3 separate regions of the Zea mays genome follow, and all the other regions are linked to region 1. A link is a contact called in public Hi-C data. All regions are on one chromosome and are shown on one strand. Each heading gives the region's core, a stretch centred on a gene start, on an enhancer-like site or on the middle of the called end of the contact. The rest is flanking DNA. Distances are from core to core; before and after follow the strand shown. Region 1 holds the start of LOC100193484. Region 2 holds the start of LOC100284730. Region 3 holds the start of LOC100285783 (hydroxymethylglutaryl-CoA synthase).

Region 1 (3,342 bases), core at 233-2,732:
TGCTCCAGCCCGAGGCTGGGCTCGGGTGAGGTGGCGTCCCTTGGGTAGACGAAGCCTTGACTTGAACCGCGTCCGTCAGTTGGTCTGAGGGTGTTTACCAGCCGTGATTAGGAGTGTTGGGGGTACCCCTAATTATGGTACCCGACATGAACCAACTCGAATCTTTGAATCCAGCAAATTTTGACAAAGTTTTGAAATGAGAGGAAATGTGCTGCTCTCGGCCAGCAGCGCGGCCGGTTTTATAGGCCTCCGTAGCTCGGCGCCAAGATGTGTGGCGCCGAGCTACGAGGCCGCGTCGACGCCGCGTCAGTGCCATGTCAGCCCTAGGCGCAGGGAGCCGTTATAGCCATGTCACAGCTCGGCGCCATAGGCTGTGGCGCCGAGATGTGTTACCTCGGCGCCACAGCCTATGGCGCCGAGTATCGGGTCCAAAATTGTATATAAAATTTCTAGAGGCCCAAACATAAATATTTTTCAAAAATAAGGCTGAAAAAGAAAAACTTCGGATATGACGGGTACAGGTTTGGAGGAGTTAAATACGAACCCAATTACCGATGGGACTGGCCGTTCCAAAAGTCTTCCAGCCATTTGTGGACCGCGGGCTGCTGACATGCTATTGAGTTGTGGGCTGAAATGCTAATCATAGAAGCCCAAACAGCGGAACACAAAAAACACAAAAGTAAAAAAAAGAAAAAAAGCTACAAACTTTAAGGATCTATTTGGTTAGGCTTATTTTGGTCCGTAACCTGACCTGTTCCTTTTGTTTGTTTCGGACGGTCCGTGATCCATCACGGTGGTGGGAGTCGGCTGCGTCCCATTGCATCTCATTACCGGCACCGCTCGGTTTACGGCGCAGTCAGATCCCTCAACGCGACGGCCGTGTCCACCACGCGACTCCACCCTACTCTTCTCCACGCGACTGCAGAGCGACGATCGCAGGCGCCGCCATCGCACAATCCATCGTTGCTGCCTCCTGGTGCGTCCTCTCTCCTCTCCCTCTCCGTCTCCGTCTCAAATCATTTACCCAAACTCTAACCCCCAATGCTATCTAATCTCTAATCGTTTGCCCTTGCCCCTTGGCCCTTACGGAGCCGCAGAGGCTCAGCCGCCGCTCTCTGTGCGCCGTCGACCACCTCTCCACTTGCAGTCGTGTTGGCCGCCGCCTACCGCTCCCTGTGCGCCGTCGGCCGCCTCCCCACTTCCGCCCCCCCCCCCCGCCGTGCTGCCATCAGGTTGCCCTGCTCCCTGCACGCCGAGCCGTCGCTTGGTTGCTCTGCTCGCTGCACGTCAGTCCGCCTGGCCCTGGTATGTTGATGAAACTATGCAATATGCATGCTGAATTGTGTCCTGTGACGTGACTGTACAGTCGGGTCAAGAATGTTGTACCCGAAGTCGAGTTCGGATACGTGGATATGTTTATGAGTAGGAGTCTGGTGATTTAATGTCCTACCTGTCCTTGCGGGGTCCATATATTCCTCTTGACATCGAGCAAGGCAGCAATCACAAAGCGGAACGGCACCCTAGGGCAGCGGGAGCCCGCAGCGCACACCGTCGTGCCGCCGTCCGCCTGCCCCCCCATCGCCCTGCGCCGGTGCTCCAGGCGCGTCTCGCCCGACTCAGCTACGCACTTCCGCTGGCCACCCGCGGCCTGTTGGGCGGCTCGACCTCGTTCCCGCCCTTACCCTCGTCGCATCGGCCTCGCAGCCTCGATCGAGGCCGACGACCTCCAGCGACCTACTGCCCAGGCCCAGGTAGAGCGCTAGGGGCCTCCAGTCAAACCCATCCTTGCCGTTGCCGGCCGATTTGGTTTCTTGCTTTAGAGGTAATCAAATGCCCCCCCCCCCCCCCCCCCCCCCCCCCTCCTCCTCCCGCGCGCCCTTTACCTTTGATCTTTGCAATGTTCTGTAAAACAATCCTTGATGAGTTCTTGTTTTGTTGGTAGGTAGTTTAGTAGTTGATAGCCTCAGTTCTTTAAAAATTGAAGAAGTCAATGTCGATTGATCTCAAATCTATGTGGAAACTGTAGACAAATTGTTAGTGTTAGTTGTACCAACTGGTACCAGAGAGTGTGTTTTCAGTAATGAATGAATTGTGTGAGAAGAACAAGTTGAGAAATACGATGGGAGTCCAATACTTTAATGATTGGTAGGTCACATTGAGCGTGAATTATTTTTGCAAGTCAAGGATAATGACATCATCAATCCGCTATCAAGCCATTAGGGACCGGAAAAGTTAGAATTAATTTGTAATTTCCTTCCAATATTCTGCTATATCTCTTTGTTACGTGACACCTTAGTTTGAACTCTATGTGCCCTTTATTTAAGCCCTTCTGAACTTTTCATATCTTTAACTAAATATTTTCTACGGTACGGGCATACCTATGGGTGACAATGGGCTCTAAATTTCACACTATAAGATTTAAGGACCGGACCCTATTTTTATTCATTTTTGAACTAATATTTATTTCGGGCCCTACCATTTTGTGAAGAAGCATTTGGATCGTAATCCATTACCACCCCGAGGCATACCCAACTAGGTCTGCCACAGGAAGCACGCCACTTCCCATTGCCCCTCCCCATTGTGGATCCGTGCTGTTCGCGTCGTCCACACCAAAGTGTGCCTCCCCTTTGTGGAGCCGTGCTGCTGCCTCACCATGCTGGAGCCATGCCCCCCCAACCCTTGCACTGCCTGTATCTCGCCTGCACGCGTGGAGGATCAGATGTGACAGCGTTTGACAAAGACCAAGAGGGATTCAGGGATGTCCCCATGCCTTCGATTCAGACGGCTGGCTCTGTCCCACATCTTCGGGGTATATTCCTCAAATGGGGTGATCCCATCCCCTTCCATCCTTGAAGCCAAACACATAGTTAAAGGTAGACAGCAGTCTGTTTACATGCCGATTCCATGGCTTGGTTTTTTGACATTAAATGTTGGCTTGTGATAGTGAGAAGTAACCGGTCCAATCACATGCCGATTCCACAGCTCATTTTTTTACCTTAAATGGTTGGTTCTGCCAGTTGAGAAGCTACCGGTACGATTACATGCCGATTCCACATACCAGTTTTTTGACTATAAATGTTGGTTTGTGATATTTAAGAAGCAAAGGATCCGATTACATGCTGATTCCGTGGCTCAGTTTTTTTACCTTAAATGTCGGCGTGTGATAGTTTAGAAGTAACCAGTCCAATTACATGTTGCTTCCATGGCTCATTTTTTGACCCTACATGTTAGCTTGTGATAGGTGAGAAGTAACAACATATTCAGGAATCAGGACTAGCCATTTTATTTGTCAGTTCTCACGTGCTTGTTTTTTTCTTGACAGATGCAGGAGGTTTCTGATCC
Region 2 (3,400 bases), core at 395-2,894, 180 kb before region 1:
AAGGAAATATGCAGTGCACGGGATCACAGATAAGCAGGTCCTATCATGTTACTAAGAGAGGCATTAGAGGTTATATAAATGAAAACTCCAATCTCACCTCAACGATGTAAGTTGATGGTATTTGTAAACCTGGAAATATAAACAGCAGGTACGAGCCCCCCCCCCCCCCCCCCCAAAAAAAATGATGGTGCCACAAATTCTAAACCAAATAGGTGCATGAGGCAATATAAGCATCGTTCCTTCTTCCCAAATCGTACATCCTAGTTTACGTTACTACAAAGACAAGCATAGTAAGTATAAAAAGTCAAAACAAGCACTTTTCTCCAAACATATAAAAACACAGTATAAAAAGTCAAAACAAGCACTTTTCTCCAAACATATAAAAACACAGTAACGGTCGACGAGAGAAGACAACAGCCAAATATGTCATATATCGAGCTCAACTGATGATGTGGGACTCATCTCTATGTAAATTCTAGCACATCAGATGGGAACAAAAAGGATTTTACATGCAACAGGAAGACACTAGATGGGCCTCTACTCTACAACATTGAGCTGTTGTTTACTTAGATTAGTTTTCAGTTCCACATTGCAGTTATTCCGTTGCAAGTTCGATTCCGAGAATATCATAACAAAGTTGTGTTAGCACACCAACAAATGCATGAGTCATGGCTCGAGTTTATCTATATGCGGAGCAGGACAGAAGCAAGGCGCAGACTAGCAGTCACAAACTAACATATCATGTGCTTCTTCACCTTAATCAAAGTGGGATTCTTAGCAAACTCCGGGCAAGAGTCCATGAACTTCTTGAGGTCCAGATCCAGGTACTCGAAGACGAGGTATATCCGCTTCTCGCTGTGGACAACATCATGTAACCTGCACTTAGGAGAGTATAAAGCTTGTCAGCGTACCAACACTACAGGGCATCGCAGCATCAAAATTGCGTCTGACTTTTACTTGATTGCATACATACGCACCATCATTTCCATCGAGCAAACGAATCCCATCCTAAAACGACACCTACCCGCTGTTGCATAAAACCAAAGCGGACCTGACGATGTTGCCGTGGTTCATCTCCTTGAGGAGAGAGATCTCGCGGATGGCGGTGGACGGGACGCCCTCGTCCTCCTGCTCGAGGCGGATCTTCTTGAGCGCGATCGTCTCGTTGGTGGCCTTGTCCAGCGCCTTGTACACCACCCCGTACGTGCCCTCCCCGATCTTCTCCACCTTCTCGTACTGCAGCAGCACGCACGCAGGCGGACAGACGAGCACGCTCAATCGGACAGACCGAATCAAAAAACCTCGAGCCCGAATCGGGCCAGATCGCTCGCTTACCTGCTCCATTGCGTCCCTCCTCGGCACCCAATGCGGCGGCGGGTGCGGAACGAACCAGCTGGCGAGGAAGAGAGAGAGAGGGGGGGATTGGGAGGGGATTAGGAGGAGAGGGAGAGGATGTGGGGAAAGGCAGCGGCGGGCGAAGCTGCAGTCGCCATTTGGGATGGACGCGCTCTCCGGCGGGGATCGGTGTCCTCCACTCCTCGCCCCACGCCGCTGCCTCGCTCGCTTCTATTGCTTCCTGCTGCCCTGGGGGGCTTTGGCTTTTCCCTCGCTGCTGCCGAACCCAACCCTCGTTGCTCACTCCATTGACTAGGTGGGATCCGAGTCTACGCGGAAGGTGGACAGCTGTGCTACATAGCTTCACCTTGTGCCAATTTACTGGACCCGCCTCACGTAGTGCTGGACGAAATGCTCGTGGCTGGCTCGTTTGGTTTATGGTCGGTTCAGCTTGGATTGGCTCGTTTGAATTTTTTCACGAGCTGAGCTGATATCCTATCTCGGTTCGTTAACGAGCCAGCTCGCGAGCTAAACGAGCTACCATATTCCAGTAAAACGAAACTATATACATATCATTTACAGAATAATTGATGAACATTATATATGTGAGGTGTATATGGCATATGAATTAAACTAATGATTAATAAACTATGTCTATGTGTGTAATTTGGTGTATGCAAATATAATTATGGGTTAAACTGATGAACATGTATGTGAATTGTGAATTAATGAGTGATGAATTGTGCTAATTTGGTGTTATATTTATGTGGTTTGTGAAACTATAAGTATAATTACTATTTTCTATTGTTAAATTAGTTTGAAATTAACTAAAAATAATTATTATGTACATTTTATTTTTTTCTACTCTAGCTCGCGAGCTAAACGAGCCGAGCCGAGCTGACTCTGTGACTTGTTACCTTAACGAGCCGAGCCGAGCCGAGCTGGCTCGTTATCCACCCATACTCACATGTCTCCTGTCTCGGTGTCATGCCCTGTTGGACTCATGCTCAGCATGCTCTTAGTTACTGCCCTATAGATCCCTAGCGCCTGCGCAGTCGTTATCAAACCACACATACCTTAGTGTTTAAAAATAAACAATAATTATATAAAAAATTAGTACAAAGCGAGCATTTAAACACACGTTCTCTACTCTATAAATTTAGAGCTAACCAACAGACTACACATACTTTAGCGTTTAGAAATAAACAATAATTATATTTAATAAATATCTTAATACCTATTTATATATTATATTTAGTGTCCGTAAATACAGACAACTGGCTAGTATAGAATAGATGATGAGACATCTGGCTAGTATATAATAGATGATGAAATGGATGAGCCGTGACCGTGAGTGACGACTGATGAAGTGACGTGATCGGGGTGATTAGTAAAAAGCTTTATACAGAAAGAGAAAAATACGACTTAGGCGACGACACCGAGGACCGATCGGGCGCACGGAGCGTTGAGCCGCCGCTTTCGATGCATGCCAATGCCATGCCACTCACGAATCACGATGTCGCTCGCCTTGTCCCGATGCCTGCTGCGCGCGCGGGCGGGGCGCCAGGCGACAAGGAACCGGGCCCGGGGAGACGAATAATGCGTCCCGTTTAAACCGGTCGATTTATTGAAATCGCTGGTTTGCGGTTTCAGTTAACTACCATTTTTTTTTCAAATTTCGTTTTAAATTTAAAATTTTTTTTAAAAAATCATTAAAAACGCAGGTAAATCGTATTTGGGCCAGTAAATTGTCATTTTGGACCGGTAAACCATCTTTTTTGCTAGGAAACCGGATTTGATGTCAAGATTGAGTTCCAGACTACGCATTTCGCGGTCAGTTTAAGTATATTGGTCTTGTTTACTGTTATATGGTATATGTGAATATGTTGTATGATATATGTGAAGATGATTTACCGTTAGATGCTATTTTTTAACTCAGTTTAAGTGCTAGTTTAGTTCCAATGCACCTTCAACATTGGACGAATACTCACCTAACAGTGACATTCATCTTCCTAGCACGTTTACATCACTTGTACACAAACAAGGAGAAACAGAGGAAGTGCAA
Region 3 (3,357 bases), core at 206-2,705, 250 kb before region 1:
GAACCTGTTGTGAACTATGTAGTGTGTTCTAAGAACAGTTTTGACAGATATTTTTTGATGCTTAAATGCCGCCACCAGTCCACCTTGAACAGGCGCACAAGAGTCCTACTACTACTAGAGAGTTCGTTTGTGTTGGAGGAAAGAATAATTCTATGTACCAAATAAATAATATATATATACAAAGTTACAAAGCTTAAAGGGTCTAATGGGCTGGACCATTTTTTTTAATACACGGCCATAAAGGAGGCTGTCTAACAGTTTCAGGCGGCATCAATAAGTGCCAAGAATTAGAATGCCAGCAACTACGTCTTGTTCCTCTTGCAAAATCTGGGGAGGACCAATCTCTTTTCACGAAAAGAATGGACAAGGACCTACAGCTAGTGCTAGCAGCCAGCGAGATTGGTCCTCGTCTATACAGTGCTTCATCTACAGTTCCCCTTCGGCTCAATCGACGCGTGTTTTTTTTTCCTAAGTACAGCTGGAAGTACTGCTCAGGAATTATTAAGGTTGATTGGTGTACTTGGTGCACAACAGTTAAACAGATGAGTCTGGCTGCACTCAAGGTCAAGGACCCCGATAACCAGTTGAACACGGGGCACGGTATTTTGATATTGACCCACGCAGACGAGGAGGGAGCACTAGCAGGTACATCGATCGAAACGATTGTCACGGCAGCAGTGCGTGTGCGTAGGGCTCTCTGAGCAGGGATCCCACCAGCTCTGCTCCGTGTCTCGCCGAGGGAGGGAGGGAGGGACCCAGGCAGCGGCCGACGGGCCTGGGCCGCTGGGCAGTGATCCCTCCGTCCCTCGCCCCCGAAGGCGCAACCCGCGCGCGAGGAACTCCTACCAGAACCAACAGCCGGCCGGCGAACCCGCGGCAACCGTAAAGAGCTCGCGCAACCACGCAAAGCGTGTGGTGGTGTCCACGCCGCCTGCCCGCGCCGCGCGCTCGCCTTGGAATCGTCGAACAGACGGGGGAGCGCGCGCGTGCGTGCCCGGTGCCCCCGACGACGGCGAATCTGAGGGAAGGGCCGAAGGGGAGTGCGAATGTGGCGAGCTTACGCCCGCGGGAACCAGAGGTGGCGATGGTACCTGGAGCACGCAGTTGGGCGGGAAGTAGATGTCCATGGCGAGGATGCCCACGTCCTTGGCCTCCGACGCCATCTCTCCTGCTCCGCCGCTGCACGCAAAACTGCAGACACAATAGAGGCATGCAGACCGTGTAAAGGTAACAGAGCAACTGAATGAACTGCGATCTGGAAAATGGAAACCGTCGATCTCCGGCCACGGACGGGGGGAGGAGAAGGAGAGAGAGAGAGAGACCAGGAGCAGTGGAGTGGGAGGAGGGAGACGCGGGTCGGAGAGGGAGGGAGCCTACAAGAGCGGATCGCGGCTGACAGTCAGGGGTGCGGGATCGGCCGGGGTCCTCTCTCCTCGGCGCCGGCGCCGTATATATACCCGGCAGCGTCGCTTTTTCGAAATCCTTTTTCTTCCTCGTCCAGTCGTCCTTGGATGGCGCAGTGCAGTGGCCCGGGCCGTGGTGGGAGTGGGACTGGGACTGGGAACCGCCCGGGGCGGGCACCTGACGTTGACGCTGGGCTGTCCGGGCTCGCTGTCCTTTTCCCTCGGGCCTCGGTAGTATCGCCACGGGTGCAAGCACGTGGACAGCCACGTCGTTGGCGGGAGCCTGGGACTGGGAGGAAGGAAGGAGAGATCATGGGCATCGTTGGTGGTCCTCCCACGGTCCGTCCCGCCACACAAAGAAAGAAGTCGACCAAGCTCCCCTCCACCATGCTCATCCTCGTCTGGTCACCCATGCTCGCGGCAGCCGCGGTTGTCGTTGTACACAGACGACTCTTCTTCCTCCGCGTCTTTCTTTCTACCCATGCTTGATTGGAAGCAGGTGGTCGGCAGGCCAATGTTGAAGTGAAGGCCGAGCCGCCGAGGCCCTGTTCTGCTGCGGTGACGGAGTGCAAGACTGCAAGCTATGGTGAGGGCCGGCCACAGCAGGACTTGTTTCTTTCGCGGAGGAGCATGAAGCCTTGTCCAGTTGTCCTTGTCGGGGAGCCAGCGGGCGCCACGTGGGCATGATTCGTTCCAGACCTCGCGGGCGTGGCGTGCGGGACCTTGCCCCTGGCTGGCTGGCTGGCTGGCTGGCTCCGGTCCCTTTTTACCCATATTGCAATTTTTTACATGAAAAGTTTAACATATTTCAATGCAATATAAGACTATCTATAAGGCACGTTAGAACAGTAGATAATACGATTGACATTGTTTGAAGAGTGTACTTTAAGCCTTTAAGGAGATGGAATAGGGGATCTGGTGGAGATAGTCTAAGGGTGTGTTAGGTTGATGAGTGGAGGAAAATATAGCGGTTTCATTCATATTTTCTGTATATTTGGTTTCCAACAAAAGATAAGCGGAGCGGCTACTGAAGTCTTCGTATGAAAATTTATCATAAATAGTTGGAATGCTTCCGCTCCACAAAAACGAGTGGATGCGAACGCTCTCTCAGACGTGAGCGCTCTCCTACCCTTTACACTCATATGACTCTCCAACAAAATAGAGAACGGGGCGGTTCCGCTCTATTCTACTCCTCAACTAAACAAAAAATGAAGCGGCTCTGTTCTGTTTGCCAAACGCGAAATAGAACGACCTTATTCTCAAAAAACTAGAATAGAGCCGCTTCATTCTAGTTGACTCTCTAATTAAACGCGCCATAAGAGGTTGTAGCTCATTGCATATATAAGGGCCGTGTTGATTGGTGTTAAAATCACAGTTATGATGTAATTAAGTGAACGTACGCCCCCAGCTCACGAACATTATATTAGACGGACGTGTGTGTCTTGAGTGTTATCAGTCTTGGGTGGCTACGGAACTGTCCTGGTCCTCCTGCCATACATGCCTATTGCCTAATGCTCGTGCGGACGGAAAACGGAATGGTACCCTCCCATAATGCACATGCACGCACGACGAGTACCAACTGTACGAGAATTAGTTGGGCGTTGGGCCGCCACGGCCCGCAGGTTCATAACGGCATGCCTGCTCTGCTAGGGATTTTAAACCCGGTCGCGCGGTGTTGGTGAAGGGTGGTGAAGTGAAGGCGACGCCGGCAGATACACACAACTGCACAAGGGTCAAGGGCGGCACTGGGCCCAAGCTGTGGTGGTCGTGGATCTCGACACTAATTCTGCGCGCGACCACGTCGCATCATGTCAGCTTGTTCGATCCCTTCGCCCTCGTTATGTACCGGGCTACCGGTCATATCAGACATTTTTTTTTCATTTTAGCTCTTTTTGTTTTTATTTTCACAAATACGTCTTTTCATGTTTCCTTCCAAAAAATGGATCCTTAACTT

Evidence for each region. A called contact is a pair of places that touch in the nucleus more often than the background predicts.
Region 2: a contact with region 1 is called in a Hi-C map of leaf, with 8 times the contacts expected there. The contact joins the promoter of LOC100284730 here to the promoter of LOC100193484 in region 1. A contact is called at or near these places in 14 of 25 Hi-C or Micro-C datasets (bundle sheath, ear, endosperm and 5 more) and 2 of 3 datasets of contacts at active chromatin or transcription factors (leaf and seedling).
Region 3: a Hi-C map of leaf shows a contact between it and region 1, with 7 times the contacts expected there. The contact joins the promoter of LOC100285783 here to the promoter of LOC100193484 in region 1. A contact is called at or near these places in 3 of 25 Hi-C or Micro-C datasets (ear, leaf and tassel).

What each region holds. Positions count from the first base shown.
Region 1 is chr9:160,659,621-160,662,962 of Zm-B73-REFERENCE-NAM-5.0, forward strand. LOC100193484 reads left to right here and starts at 1,483. Exons shown (of 8, transcript NM_001352770.1): 1 at 1,483-1,822; 2 at 3,323-3,342. The coding sequence starts at 3,323.
Region 2 is chr9:160,479,484-160,482,883 of Zm-B73-REFERENCE-NAM-5.0, forward strand. It overlaps LOC100284730, which reads right to left and starts at 1,645. Exons shown (of 8, transcript NM_001157625.1): 1 at 1,336-1,645; 2 at 1,052-1,236; 3 at 756-876. The coding sequence starts at 1,344.
Region 3 is chr9:160,413,062-160,416,418 of Zm-B73-REFERENCE-NAM-5.0, forward strand. It overlaps LOC100285783 (hydroxymethylglutaryl-CoA synthase), which reads right to left and starts at 1,456. Exons shown (of 13, transcript NM_001346654.1): 1 at 1,378-1,456; 2 at 1,092-1,191. The coding sequence starts at 1,163.